Regions from separate parts of the Gossypium hirsutum genome. Here region 2 is linked to region 1. A link is a contact called in public Hi-C data. All regions are on one chromosome and are shown on one strand. Each heading gives the region's core, a stretch centred on a gene start, on an enhancer-like site or on the middle of the called end of the contact. The rest is flanking DNA. Distances are from core to core; before and after follow the strand shown. Region 1 has its middle 45 kb from the start of LOC107948335. Region 2 holds the start of LOC107948342 (probable protein phosphatase 2C 38).

The links. Hi-C and Micro-C count contacts between places; a contact is called where the count stands out from the background.
Region 2: a Hi-C map of leaf shows a contact between it and region 1, with 2.0 times the contacts expected there. The contact joins the promoter of LOC107948342 here to the enhancer-like site in region 1. A contact is called at or near these places in 4 of 34 Hi-C or Micro-C datasets (all in leaf).

What each region holds. Positions count from the first base shown.
Region 1 is chrA04:69,186,331-69,192,223 of Gossypium_hirsutum_v2.1, forward strand. It overlaps the pseudogene LOC107949273. Among protein-coding and RNA genes, the nearest start is that of LOC107948335, 45 kb to the left of the region's middle. Within about 2 kb of position 3,206, at least 3 of the 9 cell types and tissues checked have an H3K27ac peak or open chromatin away from gene starts, as enhancers often do. A contact at or near this core is called in leaf, where this site is marked.
Region 2 is chrA04:69,703,949-69,710,055 of Gossypium_hirsutum_v2.1, forward strand. It overlaps LOC107948342 (probable protein phosphatase 2C 38), which reads right to left and starts at 2,700. Exons shown (of 4, transcript XM_016882850.2): 1 at 1,756-2,700; 2 at 1,307-1,674; 3 at 986-1,222; 4 at 321-908. The coding sequence starts at 2,035. The coding sequence ends at 684.

The sequences.
Region 1 (5,893 bases), core at 1,956-4,455:
AAATTGCTCTTGAGCCTCGAGATCTTCAGCTATAAAAGGCTTGAGGTTATAAACATCCCAATGAGGCAAAAGCCACTTGGTAGAGATGTCGAAGTCACTCCTGAATTTTAATTTTACAGTAAGATATTTACAACGGTCAATCCTTATGTTGTTGGTCATCCAAAAGAAAATGTGTTTAACTTAAGGGTGCCCCTGCCTACAGCAGAACCACAACAACTTAAGTTGTTTCTTTTGATCCCTCCTAGATAGTTGATATAGGTTTTGGAAGACCTTAAGCTTTGGATCCATCCCTTTTTCTTGGCAAGGGATATAAATCTAGTCAACAACCATCAAGAGGTTCCAAATAGTTGCTCGAGATTTATTTTGTAAAAGTTCAAAACCTTCTGTATGAAAGGATGAAAAGGGAGGGTAAAACCCCTTTCTAATGCGTACAATGGGAGGAAAAAGCATGGAGGTTTCTCATAAGTCTCAAGCAAGCCATTCTTCCTTTTTATCTGAGATACTTCATATAGAGCCATTTTGTGACGAAGCCCCTAGGCTTTCACGTCATTCGAGGATGATTATCTTCTCTTTCATCACCAACATTTCTGGAGGAGCCTACCTTTCCCTCTTGATTCCCAGTCATCGAAGATCTAGAGGACTTTGATGAACCAAATTGAACTTCATTAGACAACATTGTTCCAGAAAATGAAGAAAACAGACAATAAAAAGAAAATCTCTTACCTTGAGGATGAAAATGAAGAAGAGAAGAACAAAATCTAGAAAACTTGAATAAAGGGAGAACAATACTGAAAGCAAAGCAGCTAATGCAAGAAATTGATGGTTGAAGAAGAAAAATGAAGGATTTTTATAGACTTTCTTATCCAAACGGTGCGTTTCAAGTAAAATAAATAATGTCCCGAAACCATCCAATACTAAAGTGACACATGCTCAAATGGGATATTCTAGGTGAAGCACCATCCAATATGTGTTAATTAAGATTTGATTTTAATTATTATTGTTTAAAATTTGGTTTTAATTTTAGACTTAAATAACCATTTTTTCTATTGATATCTTTACCTACGTAATTTTAGTTAATAGCAAAATTAATTATTTTAAACTTATAAATAATATATATCTTTGAAATAATATTCTTTAAAAAATTCAAATATTTAATAATTTTATAAAATTAATTTATGATCAAATAATATGAAGTTGGTTTTAATTGTTAAAATTTTGTCAATTGTATAAAATTGTATATAACATAGAGTGTAATTTAAATATTTAAATATATAAATTATTGATATTATTCAAATAATAGTGCAATTTTAATATTTTATTTCATTTTAAAACAATAAAAAATGAAAATAAATAATACAATTCCCACGTATTATCATATTAAGTATATCAGATTTGAATAAATTAAGTTCTCTTATCACTTAAGATGTAAGAATTTATAATATATAATATATGATATATAAGTTGACATATAAATAAAATGGAAGCAATTAGGAACTTACATTTTGTACAAAAGCTAGATTCCCAATACGAAAAGAATAAAAAACAAAATATATAGGCTCTGGATTTTCAAAGCACCGAATTATACGTCGAGGCGAAGAAAGCAAAGCACCTTGGGTGGGACACGCAAAAGCTAAGTAGGTTGACGTTGCACTTTGGGTGCCTAAAAGTTTAAAGGCTTCTACCAAAACGCAACAGCTAGAGGTGGACGACATCGTAAATTGGATGATTTAAAATTTTATTTCAATGGCTGATTTAGTCTGGTCTTGTTGATAATATAAGAGAATAACGTGAGTTCAAGTGTATTGAAATATATTATCTTCTTATTTATAAATTAAAAAAATTATAAATTTTATAATTTTAAGTATTAATAAAAAAATTTATTTCAAAATCAAATCATCCTAATATGTGCTTCTAACACAATTTTTTTCCTTCCAAATGTCCAACCCAATCTATTACCAAATATTAAGATAAATTACCTCCAAAAATGGCAAACCCTAATTACCCTCCCTGAACCAATGTTGCCGCCTTCTTCTCCATACACCTCTGCGCTCCTTGATCGATCCTAAGTCCTCTATTTACGGTACATTAATAGTACACTCCTCCCCTTCCCAATCGTCTTCGTCATCAATTCACACCATCACTTTTGGACTTAATATTTCCCGGTTCAACGACCCCTAAATTCAACTTATACAATCCTCCATACTTAGTACTTTTAAGTGGATTGGATTCAGAACTTGAATCGTCGACTTTCTTGTAGCCTTGGACATTGTTACTTCGGGCTTGAGTTATTAAAAACTCAACTTCTTAAACTTTTTTGAAAGATAAAACTAAGGAAATTAGCTTAATGATATGATAAAGAGAAGATTAAACCTATAAAAATCTATGCAAATGTTGTTATCAATCTTCCATGGAATCGATCAACCAAGACCAAGAAATAAAATCAAAACTTGACCTTAAAAAAAGAAAAACATAATCTTTGCATTGTAGTTAAACTAAAACCCCTATAAATCTTATCGAAAAATAATTTTTATGCATCTAAATTTTTTATATATTGTTTAAAATACTTTTATAGAAATTTTCAATTTTTAAAATAAAAGAGCTTTCATTTTTTTTATAATTTTTACATAGAATCAAGGTTAAATTGATAGGGAATATAAAATTTGAGAATTAAATTTATTATTATACCAATTTAACAAGTGTCATGTTACTGATGAATTAGTTAGGGTGTAAATTTTTTTTTTTGAAAATTTTAGGAACTAAATTGTAATTTTTTTAATTAAATTATCAAAATGAAAATTTATTTATAATTAAATGACTATCGATATCAAATATAATTAGGTTCCACTAGATAATCGAAATAGTGAGATTAGATTCATCTTTCTTTTAATCTTGAAATGGAAAAGAAAATTTGAACCCACCCATGCATTATCACATTCATACATGCCGCATGATGGTTATGCCTTTTTGCTTAGGTAGAATTTACCGTACCTTCAGTATCCCATCCATTCTAAGGTGATGGGTACATTAGGAAACTCATTGTCATGATCTCAACTACAAAGGGGGAAATTGGGAATGAAATCCCTAAATAGGGTAGTTATGGATAATGTATCCGATGGTTAGTTAAACTCACATATGGGCTAATATCTATATGTAAGCTGATAGATAATAGGCTACGAGGATCACAGACGTTAGGGACCGAGAAAGATGGGCTAGTTGATTAATGGGCTTAGTTTTATGCTAATGGTCATAGGCATGATTTGGTCATTGTAATGTCTTTTCTTCCTTGTGAACGAAAATTTCAGAATTCTCTTCTTCAACCTTCTTTCTTCAAATTCTTCCATAAATCCAAACTTGTCACTGCTAAGGTTGTGACAAATTGGTATTAGAGCTTACAAAGATTTACTAGTCGAGCTGGGAAAGCCAAAAAAAAGTAATCACCATGGTGGGAGCAGATAACACTAGATAAACAACTTCAAGAGCAAATGCAGGTGGTGCAACATTGGTTACAAGTTGTGCAAGAATTCCCAAATGGTGGGAAGAGCAAAAAACTTTTGATGGTGGGAAGAGTAGAAGCCATCCATGAAAATGGTGGAAGTGAATTGTGATGTTCTTTTGATGTTAATTTGTCTCTAGGACAAAAAGGTAAATGCCAAGAGCAAAAGCTTTCATTATATATATTTTTTCATATATATATATAAATGGACTCAAGATTCTCGAATTTTTTGTATTCATATGAATACCAAATTAAAAGAAAAACAAAATATTTTGAAACATTCATTATTTACGTTTCAGGCTTACGAATTTCATATATTATTTAATTTAACTTCTATGGCTTTGGATAGTGATATTATGAAAATATTATATGATTAAATTAAAAGCAATCATAGTATTCAATTGAATCAAATATAACTTTGATAATCTTCAACAAATATTCAGCATGACAACCAATAATACAAGTAGGAAAATATAACATAAACCATGAAATAAAAAATTCATTTATATATTTTTAAAATTTATAAAATTTTAAATTAATAATGATAAAATTATACTTTAATTCTTAAAAATATAAAAAAAATTGATCTATCCTTTAAAAATTATAAAAATATAAATTATTAAAATAATAAAAATACATTCAAAATATACCATTTAATTCGTACCCAAAACATTTCCCACGCTTTCAATACATACTCATTTCTATTAATAGGAGGAAACAATTAACTCATTTCCAACAAAACGTGCACTAAACACCAACATTTCTTTGTCCTCAAATTCTTATTTCATCATACTGTGATATTTATTAATCGTACACAGGACACAAAACATAAATTTTGATCAACATGTTTTTCACAAACGGCAAAGACTCGTAAACATCAGGCACAAGACAGCAGCATGATCATGTTGGATGCTTTTGTAAATCCCCTTTTCGGCATCCGCGAATCTAAAACATGGTCAAAGAAATTGTTAGATTATATAGGAAAAATGCAAGAGAATTTGCAGAAGGGGATGAAATAAAAAGTTGGTTGCTACTCACCCAAGCTCCGAAAGCTTCAAATGAGATTCAGCATAGTCAGCAAAGAAGGCATCCTCATCCTAATAAGGCACAACATTATTCATAACTAAAAGTTCCAACTATTACATATATATATACATGTACTGGTACAAATGAACCGCACTTGAGAGATAAAATAAAGGTTGCATATGTTAAATCTATATGATATATATAACAAAAAGCTGAAAGATATGAATTGATACTTACTGCAGCATATTTGTGGACAAGAGGGCGAAAGACAGGATCTTCCAAAAGTGCTTTGTCGGTTGGCAACTGCATCAGACCTTCTTTCTCTCCACTGACAAGTTCTCTGTTTCAAACAAGAATGTAAGAACATGGGTCACAATGCAATCAAGTTGGAAACGATTCGAGCATCAACTCACAACAATAATTTAAGTACTAAAAGAGCTGTTACTTGAAATAGGAGTTATCAAAAATGAGAGGATTCGAAGTCCAGGGTCCCTCGAACCCAGAACGCTCCTTATGGCACCTCCCCTGTAATAATAATGGTTTCAACGACATAATTAGAACGCATTGAACTTACGTCTAACAGTTGGAAAACATAATCTCTCTTGTCAACTTTACCAGCGTATGACCACAGGATAAAGCAACAATGTCTTTATCGCCAAGACCCATGTGCCCAAACACTTCTCTCAGATGATCAGAGCCTGTATAGAAACAAAAATTAAAGAATGGAAACTTCTTTACAACGAAACACTTGTAATTATCCATTTTCTTAATTTTCATGCATGAAACTGACCCTTGGTGGCCTGTGGCAGACGACCCTCTGGAGGTGGTTCATTTTTGTCCAGAAAAACAAGTCGGAGTTATAACTATATATGTTTCCCATCCTTTTAAGATCATAAAAATAAGGTGTGATCAAGCACAAATGGGAGATTAATGGATATCTTACCGGTCACCCAGGGTGGAAAGGAATTTCAGGCCCTCCCGTAACTTCAACAGCAACAATTCCAGCCAACTTTTCACCACTTCGAAGTCAATAAGAAAAACACCGAGTAAATAGAGCAAAAGCAAACACTGATTTGGGATTGGAATACCTGGTAGAAATCTGCGTAAGACAGAATGGGGAACTGTTCCTTAACGGGTTCTAAAAGCCTAACAGCTATGTTTGGCTTCATGAGCGAGCTCATCCCGATGCTTGATCGTCCCGAACGGCCCTCCTGTTCTGGTTTTCACATCGAATGTTCCAGCTGAGTGCCATCTGTCTCATATAAACCAACGGATAATGAAGTCACAGCAGAAAAAAGAAAAACAGAACAATGAAAAAATGACAAAAAGCTTACGCTAAACGGAGGATGATGGGAGCACAATGCTTCTCGGCAA
Region 2 (6,107 bases), core at 1,450-3,949, 520 kb after region 1:
TTTATTTTGTATAAAAAAAATAATAGAATTCTACAAGCATTTAAATTTAAAATCAATAATTATAAGTTTTAATAAATATGACATGAAACATTTAAATACACCATTAATAGCTTACGCCTTGTTCATGTTCACATGATTGATATTTTTTTTTAAAAAAATAGTGCTACAGGTTCTTTAATGTTTAATTTATTGGTTCCTTTTTTTTCTTAAAATTTCGTAAAACAATACCCCAATATTCTTTGCTACGATAAGTCTCGTTAAAGATTAAAGGTCAATTTAGCATTACTTTTAAGTATTTTTAAATTTTTGAGACAAAAATATTACTAAATAAAATACTTCTAAGCTTTTCAAAGACAAAAAAAGAATACATCATTATGAAGAAAAGTAGCTAAACTAAGTCTAAGCAAAGGAGCCATTAGTTTTGTATAAATATATAAAAGGGAATTTCTTCACCATGTAAGGCCTAAGATAACATAAATCTGGACTGTGAATGAGAGACGTTATCAATTGTGGTAGCAGGAGAGCAGACAATTTACCAACTAAATTGCATGAAACCATATCTACACATTGTCTTGCAATCTCAACAAGGTTAGTCCCCTATTTGTAAGGAAATTTGAGGATAAGTTTTTTAGACATTTAGCTCTTCATCTTAATTTCCTAGCGATGAGTCACCAGCAACGGTACTAGCAGAGGCTGGCAAGTCTTCCTCCGCCTTTTATCGACATGGGAGAGTTGTAGCATGAGCTTCCATTGATCAAATGGGGATCTAGAAAGACAACTATGACTGTTATATCATCATGAAAATGTCTCCTCACCCCTCTATCAATCTTGTTCAGGTCTGAGTATCTCATTTCTCTTTTCTGTGCTGCTTCCTTGAGTGCTGTTTTAACAAGTCTCCTTGCAATTCCCTGCATCAAAAGAAGTGTTAACCCAATGCTCAACAGTCTTTTTTCTGTGTTCAGCCATTTTGCCATGGTAAACTTACATTTCGTGGGCTAGTCTGCACAATTCTAACAGCTTGCTGGTTGCTCAAGTGTTCCCAAAGACCATCAGAAGCAAAGATGAGAAACTGATCATCAGGGTGGAGTTTATGTACTAACAATGACGGCTCGGCACTAAGGATCGGCTTTCGAAACGGTTCATGCAGTCTAAATTTAGGCAGGAGAGGCTCTTCGTTGAATTCTGCCTTCTTTAGATATGCATCACCTATGGATCTTGAAATCTGCAATGATAAAAAGGAGGGGATAAATAAGAGACTTAAATGAAAATGATTTCATTTTCAGTTCAGTTTCAACGTTTAGCTTACCTGTATAAGGCCCTTAACACGCCAAACTTTGTGTTTCATCACAACAATCTGCGGATCATTGGGATGCAACGACCGAAGCTCATCTCTTACGGCATCAAAACTTGCATTGTGTTCGGTCGATAATTGCATTGCTATAACTTCCTTAGCCCCTCTTACTGATCTGCCTAAGACTACTCTGGAATCACCAGCATTTGCAATGTATAGCAGTCCATTGCAGATCACTCCCGTCAAACAGCACGATCCGACCGATGCCATTTGCGGCTTAACCAGCCATTGCTTCCTCACAAGGGAAAGAAATTTGTCTTCTGTTGCCAAGAAAGCCTTTCTGAGAACATTTGTTGACATTTCTTGATTCTCAGACACAAATGCTGCAAATCAAGGGAAACATAAATAAGCGTTAAGCCAACCTATATAGAACTGCATAAATGATTAGTCCAAATAAAACGTACACTTAAAATTGCAGAAAAGGTTGTAATTGATGAAGCTTGAAGCCTCAGGTCCACCATGTCCATCATACACACCAATGAAAGTCCCGTACGGACCGGAACTACTCGAACTCAACAATCCCGATTCAAGTTGGCTTTGATCCTCCAACAAACTATTGGCTTGAACCACTGCCATTGAAAAATATCCATAAACATGTTGCCCTATATCTTTATACCACAGTAAACCATCAAGGCACCCTCTAGAATCACCCTCAATAGATGGTTTCCAACAGGATTTAACCATTTTCAGGTAATCAATTTTTCAGCAAATGTATGATATATATGTGTTCATAAAACCCTGATAAAGAAGAAGGTCCCAAGGCTCATTCAGGGATCAAGTTTCTGTTTGTTGTACAATACTAGAACCCCAATACTTGGAACTATATAACCAAGAATTAGACACCATTATTATCAGACCTATTCCGAGACAAGGAAGGACCAAGTTGGGTATGGGCTAACTCAACTGCTGCGTGTGAAGTTGAGACAAGAAAGCAATAGTTTATGTGAGTTCAGAGAATAAGGGGGGGGGTGCGCTGGTGGCTGAGTACCTTGAATCTGGATTAAATGTCTTTGGTCCCTTCACGGTGTGCCATGTTTCGCCAACAGACTTAGCTGGAAAAGCACCTTGGGATTCGATAGAGACAAACTTTTGTCTGAGATCAAAATACGAAACGGATAAGAGGAGAGTTTGGGGTTTTTTTGGCAGATCTTGAGTTTTGTTTTTTTTTTCTTGGGGAGTCAGAGGAGATCCAATATGAGAAATAAAAAGAGATTTAAATCACTGGCTTCTGACATTGTTGTTTTTGTTATTGTAACATACTTCTTTGTTGCCTTTCTGGTTTTGTTTAGTCTCTTTCAAGTGGTTTTGCCCTAAAACTATGACAGATTTTATTGCATGGCTGAGATTTCAAGTTTTCGTTTCTGTTTATTTGCAATCATGAATGAATAATCCAAGGTTTTTAGGCAAGTATCCTTCCATTACTATTTTCATACTTGACCCTTTCCTAAACATGTTAAAGCATTCTTAATTTTAGAAAAATTCTGTTTTTACCATATAAAGCTTGGGATTCCAACATCATCATAAAAAGAAGAAGTGGAAAACCTACTCATATATATATTATCCGGCAATTTGTGTACACCAAACATATTTCATTTTCTTCCATACATATTAAGGAATATGTGTAAAAGAAGAAAAAGGGTATGATGTCCTTTTCAGTACCAAAGTTTTACTGATGTCTTTGCCAGCTATTAATGATCAAAATCATGTTTAATTATTCTGTTGGCTATGAGTTTGTGATGAGAAATATGAACAACTGGTTTAAATTGAAAAGAAAGGGAAGGATGGGGGGGTCCATTGCTCTGGCACTGGATTGATGGATATATATTTGGTAATGGTACATGCATTCTTTCCAGTTCTTGTTCAGCCAGCAACTGGACAGCATTGAGATGAGTTTGGCTCACCTTCCATCTACAGGACCATTTTCAGCCATCAACACCATATTTCTCACTGTACATACATTGATGGCCGAATAGCATTTAATCAGATTCTTGTACTTGTCAACAATGTCACCTTTTTTAGGAAAGCAGATTGGAGGCTCAATACTTACTCGTTTACTTCAGAAGAGGACACAGTATTTGTGTTTTTAATTTTTAATATGATGTAAAATATGGGTTTCTTCTTTTTTCTTTTCTTTCACTTTTGATGCTTTATATGTTCAAATTCAATGGCGTTAAAGTTCTAGCTTCACCTGTAAATGTGCATTTCCAAAATGTTGCACGCAAAATCCTATCTTAAATCACAAAACTTATAACCCATACAATTTTTTTTTTTGCAGTAATGTTAAATTTAGCTATGTAGATTTATATTTTTTATCAGTTTGGTTATTAATTTTTTTCTCTTTTTTAGTTAATTTTAGTCATTAATCTTTCAAAAAGCGTCATATTGATCGTTCTTTTAATAAAGATGATGAATAAAATATTAATTCTTTTAACCATGTTGGCATGACTAATTTGTGTGACAAAGAATTTAAAAAGTATCAAAAATCAAAATTATAAAAAGTTCATAAATTTAAAAAAAAAAAACATGGAGTATGTGTGGATTGCAATGAGGATTGAAATTAAAGTTTTGAATTAGTATTTCCATTAAATAACAACAACTTAACTTTTTTTAAAAAGTTGGTAATCAAATTCGACTCTTTTTAAAAGATTAAGAGTCGAATTTAGCTAAATAATAATAATAATGATCAAATTGACAAAAAAATATAAATATTTACAACTAAATTTGGTATTATACTTTTTTTTGAGACAAACATACAAATTATTATTACTTGACTAATAATTTGTTTGTTAGGATATAATTGTGATTAAGTTGTTTTATGTTGGTCAAAACATGTTGTTAGTTTCTATAGTGATTAAATTTGATATTTAAACTATGTTTGATAAACTTAAAAACTTTAAGTGTGTTGATAAAAAAAATTACTAAAATTAAAAGTTAAATTTAAGTTATAAAATCATTTGGTGTATTATTGAAAATTAAATATTAATTATAATTAGATTGTTTAATAAAGGATAATATAATCTTAAATGAAATAGAATAAAATAAAAATAATTGAATTTATTATCTATTAAGTGATAAATAGGTCCCTATCTACTTATCATTTTCTACACTTTTTTGTTGAAAAATTTTATCTAGTAAACTTCATTGTGGTTTATCGAAGGTGTAGTCAAAAATATTAATTTACAGTTGATTGAATTTTTTTTCAACGTTTTATCAAACATGACATTAGTTTTTGCATTTAAACAATATAAGTTTAAATCTTCTTACCTTTTTTAAAAAAAAAATACTAATCTAATCATTAACATTATCAATATGTTCTAGCAGAATTTGTCTAATGTGACATGTTTATTTTTTGTCAATTATCTATCATATCATATGAGAGTAGCCTGATTAACTTGAAATTTTTATATATATATATTTTCAAAATATAAGTATTGACTATATATTTTATAGCTTAGTATTTGACACACTAATAATATATTTTTTTAACTTCAGTCACGTGTCACATTTCATTTGTGTATATATATATATGGAGTTGTTTCATGTCTAGAATTTGTCTAGATACAGAAAAATGATAGTCTTACCCTTTTATTGGTTTTGGCGGTATGTGCATGGATGTAGTTTTCTGCCTTTGCTTCCCTCTTGAACACATGATTGATAAGTTTCCCTCTCAAACATGTTATTAATGATGTTTTATCCCAACGTTGATTGTAGCGGCTAGTTTTAATGTTTTATTACGATTTTCATATTGTATTACTCGTGCAAAAAGGTGACTGAAAATGAATTGTTTCCCCTTCGAACGATACCAATAGTCTCTTACTTTTTAAAGAAAAAGTCTATGTTTGTATTTATGAAGCTAAAATCTTCATGTTTCGTTCTGAAGTGTCATAAGTTGTGTTAAGGAACAAAGAAAGAGGTTAAAATAGTGGAATGAAAAATCAAACTGATAATTGCGACGGAGCAAGTTCTCAAAGCAGGAGTAGTTCCGACGATGACAACGATGTAAGGCAGATGTTGCATGATTTGTTAGGATTCTTTGATAACGATAATTTATTGGAAGAAGGTAGTGATCATTTATTTAATGGTGTTGGCAACAAATTGAACACAACAGGTGAAGCCATTAGGGATGAGGGTGACGTTGAGTCTTCAAATGAAGAGACATGTGAAGGCATTGGGATGAAGATGATGTCGAGTCTTTAAAAGAAGATGATGTTGTTCATGAGGACCCTTTTTTGGACTTAGAATCGGAACCGATAAGAGGGATGTGATTCAATAGTTACCAGGAGCATGCTAAATTGAAAGATTTCAGTATGATGAGGAGACCACTTTGCAGAAAGAAGTACGCTTTATTGTCTTGTGATAAAGGTGGCAAAGTTGGTGACAATAGAAGTAGCAAGTGGATGTCGTGCAAGGTGAATGCGGTAATAGATGATGATGTAATTTTTGTAACAATCTATTTAGAAAATAGTGTTTTTAGGCGCAACGAAAGTTTAAAATTCTTTTTTAAATTGAGTCATTGTGATATTTATAGAAAATGTGCATTGTGTAAAGGTAGTCTAGGTCATATTCCGACTTTTAACCGATCGATCTTCTCCGTTATCCTTAAACTCTGAATTGCTTTGAGTGTGAGCTTAAACAAATCGAATCAACAAACATAAACTTTATTCAACTTTCAGTATGAAAATTAATTTTCTTTATGAACTAGAAACTGAAGTATTTTTTTTTTGTAGAAAATAGAATTTATTCTTAAAATAAATTG